Linked DNA regions of Bos taurus: region 1 is linked to region 2. Evidence: chromatin contacts called from public Hi-C data. All regions are on one chromosome and are shown on one strand. Each heading gives the region's core, a stretch centred on a gene start, on an enhancer-like site or on the middle of the called end of the contact. The rest is flanking DNA. Distances are from core to core; before and after follow the strand shown.

Region 1 (3,149 bases), core at 573-3,072, 34 kb after region 2:
GGTAACTTGTCTTTTTTTGTTGTTTTTTGGTAACTTACCATATATACATAGCATATTTGGTGTATTATATAGTAGATGCTAAGTACTCACTGATGGGAGTGATTATACCCTGAGTCCAAACAAGATCACTGGCTTCTAACCTAGGCTGCACACTAAACTCACCTGAAAGTGAAAGTGTTAGCCTCTCAGTGGTGTCCTACTCTTTTCGACCCATAGATTGTAGCCCATCAGGCTCCTCTGCCTGTGGGATTCTCCAGACAAGAATACTGGAGCGGGTAGCCATTCCCTTCTCCAGAGGATCTTCCTAACCCAGGGACTGAATCCCTGTCTCCTGCGTTGCAGGCAGGCCCAGCCAGGCTCCATTAGCAGTGATTCTGATTCTGCTGGTCTGCGGTGGAACGGGACAGGACAATGGAAGGTTTTTTGAAAATCTCTCTGGGAATTCTAATTTGTACCAAGGTTGAGAACTACTGATTCTAGTTTCGTGATCTCATTTTCCAGATGAGGCCTGGAGTGGGGAAAGACTTGCCCAGGTTATACAGCCTGACCACAAGGACCCAGGTCTCTCTTATCCTGGGTGCCAACCTCCAAGACTTGTCCTCATGAAGGAAATCTGTTCTTTGGGTGCCCTTCAAGTGAAAGTGGAAGTCACTCAGCTCTGTCCAACTCTTTGCAGCCGGATAGACTATACAGTTCATGGAATTCTCCAGGCCAGAATACTAGAGTGGGTTGCCTTTCCCTTCTCCAGGGGATCTTCCCAACCCAGGTCTCCTGCATTGCAGGCGTGTTCTTTACCAGCTGAGCCACTAAGAAAGCCCTTCAGGTGCTGCCCCAACTTTCAGTCTCTTTCCTGAGAATGCTATATAGACCTCTCAACTAACTTAACAGGAACGGTGATTTTTCCCCCTTCTGGTCCCAGTCAGATTGTCCCCTGCTCAGAGAGTTCTCCAGACCAGAAGCTGCTCTTCTACAAAATATGACCCTTTAATCATAGCACTTAAGAATAAGTGAAATAATCCTGTTCATTCGTTTGTTCATTCATTCAAGAATCTAAGCCCCTTGGGGGCAGGGACTGATTCTGTCTTGTTCCTGCTGTACGGGGCCTAGAATGGTGACCAGCCCTCATTAAATGACTGAATGAAGGAAATCTCAGGAGGGCAGTTGAATATATTTTATTTTTCTGTTCTAGCCATCTGATTCTCATTACTCCTACAGCTTGGGAAGCCTCTCTGTTTTGGCGTTTTATAAACCTTCTGTGCATACGTCGATATTTTAACCATAAATCCAGAGTTTAGGGGTGGAAAAATTCAAGGCCAGGGGATTGGAGGAGAGGGATAAAAACTACCCGGAGGTCCGAGGCTGGGACTGCGCTGCCCCAGGGTTGGGGTGGGGAAGGGAAGAGAAACGTCGGCGGGGGTTGGGGGGGGGTCCCCTTCTGCCCGCTGGGTGTCCCCTTGGCGGGACATAGCCCCGGGCTGCGACATCAGAGGGGTGCTCCGCTGCCGCCTTTACCTCCGTCCTAGGATGGGGACGGGAGGTGGGAGGATGCCCCAGAGGAGGGGACACTGCCCGGGTCGCGGCCCGAGGGACCGCCTGGCGCAGCAGCCCCCGCATTCCGGCAGCGCGCGCCCCGGGAGGTGGCGCCTTAGGGAGGCTGTAATTTTTTTTTTTTTTTGGAGCCACAGGGGAGGGGGGAGGGGAGCCCAGTGTGTGTCCCTTTAAGAGCCGGAGCGCTGCCCCCGCCTCGCAGGCGCCCAGAGCCTCACAAAAGAACAGGATGTTGTTGATTTGTCACCAAACCACAGAGAGGAAATGATTGTAAATTTCCTTTAAACATCCCCACCGCGCTCCAGCCGCCCCCGCTTCCGCCTCCGTCGCCCCCGCCCGGCCGGGCGCAGCGGGGCCTCGGCGCTCCCGCGGGGCGTCCTCTCCACGGCCTCCCCGGCCAGGCCACAAGCCCCGGCCGGCTCCGGGGCGCCTGCGGGAAGAGCCCCCGCCCCGCGCCCCCCTCGCGTTCCAGTTGCTTTCTTCTGATTATTTTTTCAGCAGCTGCCACAGAAAGGGCCTCAGCTTGTGTGCAGCCTCGCGCGCCACCCTTGCCTCCTCGCCCTTTTCCTCCTTGAACGGATGACACCCGCACCTGCACCGCGGGCCCTGTCCAGGAAGAACCTGAGCATGACCCCGCGTTGAGCCTCTGGATTCCCTACAGTCGCAGTGATCATTAGTTCCAGAGTCGCGGGGGTGGGTGGGGGGCGCACTGAGGCCCAGGGAGGTTACCGGATAGCTGAATGGTCACCAGCTCCTGGAACCATCTGGGGACTCTTTGAGCACCTACCTAGGAAGTTTAATTCACCCTGAGCTTATGTCTGTAACCCCACGGCTTCACTGCCACCAGAACATGTTAGAAGTCTCAGATCTTCAATTGTGGCCGTTTCCATTGGTAAGTCCAGTGTAACAGGTGGTTAAGACCAGGTTGTTTCAAGAGGCGCATCCACCACCGTTTCCAACAGGACAGCCCCGCACCCTTCCAGGAGCTGCTAGGGTCTTGGTTAATTACACCTGTGATTTTATCCATTCTTACCTTTCCCGACCCCTCCCCACATGTCTTGGTATGATTTCTGGAAGCCTCTGGTGCAGTTCCAGTTTGCTCCCAAGCTGGGCCCGTGGTGGAGCACTCCAGTCTGGGCTGTGGTCTAGGGGAAGGTTGCCTTTGTTGCACACAGTGTTCTTTTGGAGCAATTAATGTTTGTGATTCCGGCACTGGCTTAAATATTCAGAGCAGCAGCTAACGTCCCAGGCGTGATGTGCAGCGGATTTTCTCATTTCATCTTTCCAATATTATCTTGAGGTTGGCATTTCTATGGTCTTTATGTGCATGAGGAAACTGAGGTTCATAGAGGCTGAGGAACATGACCAACTCACACAAGAGTAAGGTGCGAGTGACCGGATCATTTAGTCCTCACTCTGGTTACTGGTGGTGTCCCTCTTTGTTTGGTGCTTTAAATCTGATTGAGGGGACTAGTAGTAAAAGGATGCGGGGATTTTTGTTGTGTCTTTTGTCACCCCAGCCTCCAGGGAGCTCTCAATCAGGTCCCACTTTCTGGGGAAAAAAAAAAAAAAACCTGAGTGGCTGACACCCTCAGGCTGGA
Region 2 (3,127 bases), core at 180-2,679:
CCCAGTCCTCAATCAAAGAGAATTGAGAAACTGGCTTCTTGCACAAGAGCAGCTACTGTCTAAATGCTTTTTGATCGTCTGCAGGGAGGGGAAACTGGGCACAGCCCTGGCCCTAGCCTTGGCCCCAGTGATGGAGCCAAGCTCCAGCTGTCCTGGCTGGCCAAACCTGCCCTTACCCGCCTTCATTGCCTCCCAAGCCTTGGCGATTCAGAATTTTCATAACGTACCGTCTCTGTCCTTCTTTCTTCTCGGTGATGTCAAGCCTGGTACCACCAAGAAGGAAGGAGGGAAGGCGGGAGACTTATCTCTCCTACGCACGCAACCTCTTCCTCCAGCTCCCACACGCCTGGCGTTATGTAAACGCACCTTCAGCCCCCACCACAGCCCCAGAGCGGCCGGGAGCCTCGGGGCCTGGCACAATTCGGTGCCAGAGTATAGGGGGACACGAGGAGGCCGAGGAGCCTTGGCCCCTGCAGAGGCCGGGGAAAGGAAGGCAACTGCAAGGCAGTTGCACAGCATAAAATGCGGCAGCAGAGCAAAGGTCAGACGGCGAGGAACCGCCTCACCAAAGAGAGAGCAGAAATGCCCAGTCCCGGGCCAGCCCTGCGCTGACCATCGAGGGGTAGGCAGAAGGAAAGAAACCTAGTCCATCACGGCTCCGAAGGGTAAACTAAAACCTACGTCGAGCATAGGCCTCTGCGGCGGGCTGGGGAGATCTACGGCAGACTGGCACCGTGGGCAGAGAGCCCAGGGTGGGCGAGCCGCCCAGGGTGAAGGCGCCCGCCGGACCCAAGAGGTGGCTCCTCACGGAGCCCAAAATCGCCTGTTCCAGCACCCGAGGTGGGTAGTGGTAGGCGGAAAGGGGCCAGGCCAGAAGCAAACTCCCGGGACACGCACGGTGCTTCTGAGTGGTAGAGTGGGAAAGCCCGGCTTGGCAATGCCCGGGGGTCGGAAACGCCGGTGCCAGGCTGTGAGCACCCCCGGCGCCTAACTGGCCCAGCCGAGGGCGTCAGGGAGCTGCGGCGCACCGCAGCTGCTCCAGGAGGCGCAGGGAGAGGGAAAGAACATTGAGGCGCGTATAGAAATAGCGCAGCATCTGCCCCAGCCCGAGGGGGAGTCGCGTTGCGACTCAGAGAAGGGTAGCTTCACATCCCGAAACCGGTCGAGGACTTACTTTGAGGAGCCGCAGAGTCACAAGCATTGCTCCACGTCTGTGTAAACCCCCGAACCCGAGCGGATCGGACGCCGCTATCCTCGCAGACGCCGGCCGGAGGAACCGGCTCGGCTCCCTGCGCTCTGCAGCGCCAGCTCCGCGCTGTCAGCTTCTCTCACTGCCTCCGCGGCGATGTTGCAACCACTGCCTGGGAAAATGGCTTTTTTATGAATGGGAGGGAAGGGAGCTCCAGTGCGCACGCGCGCCGCTCGCGATTCTATGAATGGGTGGGCACAAGAGACCCCGCGCGCGCATGCGCCGCGTTCCTTTTTTTATGAATGGGGGGCCGGAAAAGGACTTAACCCGTGATTGCTGGGGTTGGCTCTCGCTCCTCCAGGGGCCGTCGCTCTTTTACAAAGAGGGGTGGAGGTTGTTGTTGCTTTTTTTTTTTTTCCTTTATGAATGGAGGGCGGCGGCGACTGCTGCAGCTGGTTCAGCTGCGCGGGCTGTACCCCCTCCCAGCCTGCGAGAGGAGGTAAAGGCTACCTTCACGCCACTGCGGACCTGGGTTGGAACCGTCCGTGTTGCTGGGGGCGGGGTGGTGGTGGGGAAACACTGCGACCTCAGGATCCTGGGCTAAGAGCTGGGTGGGGGAGGACACACCTAGATCCAGGGATTTCTACCCGCCGCAGTCAGAGGGCGGGGAACGGGAGGACCCCTGCTAGGGGCCTTCTCTTTCTCTAGAGTAGGGGCGTCGGGGGGGAAGGGTCTTGAAGCTGTGTTTACCAAAAATTTTAAGAAAATGTCAAAGGTCCATATCAAAGAAGGGCGGAGTTGGGGGTTACTGAGTGAATCTGGTTCCCTTCCTGAGGCTGAGTCTCCCTTGAATAAGTGCAGAGCACCCCTCCCCCACCTCTTGGGTGTGGACAGGACTGGGCCGAGCCTTTTCCGGCCCTAGTACCCCCCGGAGTGGACTGGCTACTCAGCTAGAGATCTGGCTCTCGCCTGACAGCGCCCCACTTCCTCCCACCCCAGTGTAATGTCCGCAGTGCTCCGGCGTCCGCCCGTCCTCTGCTGCCCCGGCTAGTGCTCCCCTCCACTCCCGCGTGTTTCGCAACCCTCACGGGACGCAGGCCTAAAGGCCACAGCCTTTGCTGCTGTAGGCGCCTCTCTCCAACCGCCCTGACTAGTGCCCCGCGGGAGAAGCAGGAGCGGTGCAGAACTGGCCAGGTGGATGGGTGGAGCCGTCTGCGCCAAAGATGCTGCTGGGGTGGCCGCGGGATTAAATAACAACAGGGCTCTTGAGCCGCAGAGGAAATGGAAATGGCCGGGATCTTTTCTTTGCAGTTAATGATGGGGCGGGTGGGGCGAGGGGGGGAGGTGGGAAGAGCCTCAGCCTCGGCGGGTGAAAAGAAAAGCCCCCGCCATTAGGCCCGACTCCGGGAAGGCGGGGAGCCCTCGCAGCAGGCCCAGCTCCGCCCAGGAACGGAGGAGGCTGTAGCCTCCGGGGAGTACGGGGTAGGGGGTGGCTTTGATGCAGGGATAAGGCTGGGCTAGGGCCTGAATCCCCCTGAAAGGTTTATCTTGGTGGTGTTTTCGCTTCACCGGGAGGTGGTGAGGCTGACTTTTTCTTCCTACGCCACCATAGGACTGCGCTTGGCAGTTGTCAGTGGAGCATATGCAAAGCTCCAGACCAGAGGTTTGGCCTTGGGCTGGAGCTGGGACCCAGGGGATCGGCAGAGGGAGAGACATTTTACAAACCCAGACCAGAGCCCAAGGTCACCGAGTCTAGGCTAAAATGGCTTCTCGCTAGTCAAACGCACCTGTGTAATTTGATTTACTTATTCATCTCCTGGGTCTTCCTTGGACCAAGATCTTACCGAATGCCAAGAGAAAAACACTTTACTAGGATAAGAGTATTTTAAAGTCGTTCAGTTCTTTTCGTTACAGGCATCTAAGCTCAATATCATTATT

What was found. A called contact is a pair of places that touch in the nucleus more often than the background predicts.
Region 1: a Hi-C map of blastocyst shows a contact between it and region 2, with 1.8 times the contacts expected there. The contact joins the enhancer-like site here to the promoter of LOC100847454 in region 2. A contact is called at or near these places in 2 of 11 Hi-C or Micro-C datasets (blastocyst and skeletal muscle).

What each region holds. Positions count from the first base shown.
Region 1 is chr7:53,383,894-53,387,042 of ARS-UCD2.0, forward strand. All of the region lies in intron 3 of LOC100847454, which reads left to right. Among named protein-coding and RNA genes, the nearest start is that of SPRY4, 34 kb to the left of the region's middle. Within about 2 kb of position 1,823, at least 58 of the 102 cell types and tissues checked have an H3K27ac peak or open chromatin away from gene starts, as enhancers often do. A contact at or near this core is called in blastocyst and skeletal muscle, where this site is marked.
Region 2 is chr7:53,349,823-53,352,949 of ARS-UCD2.0, forward strand. LOC100847454 reads left to right here and starts at 1,430. Exons shown (of 11, transcript XR_807886.4): 1 at 1,430-1,688. SPRY4 (sprouty RTK signaling antagonist 4) reads right to left here and starts at 1,340. Exons shown (of 2, transcript NM_001081512.1): 1 at 1,175-1,340.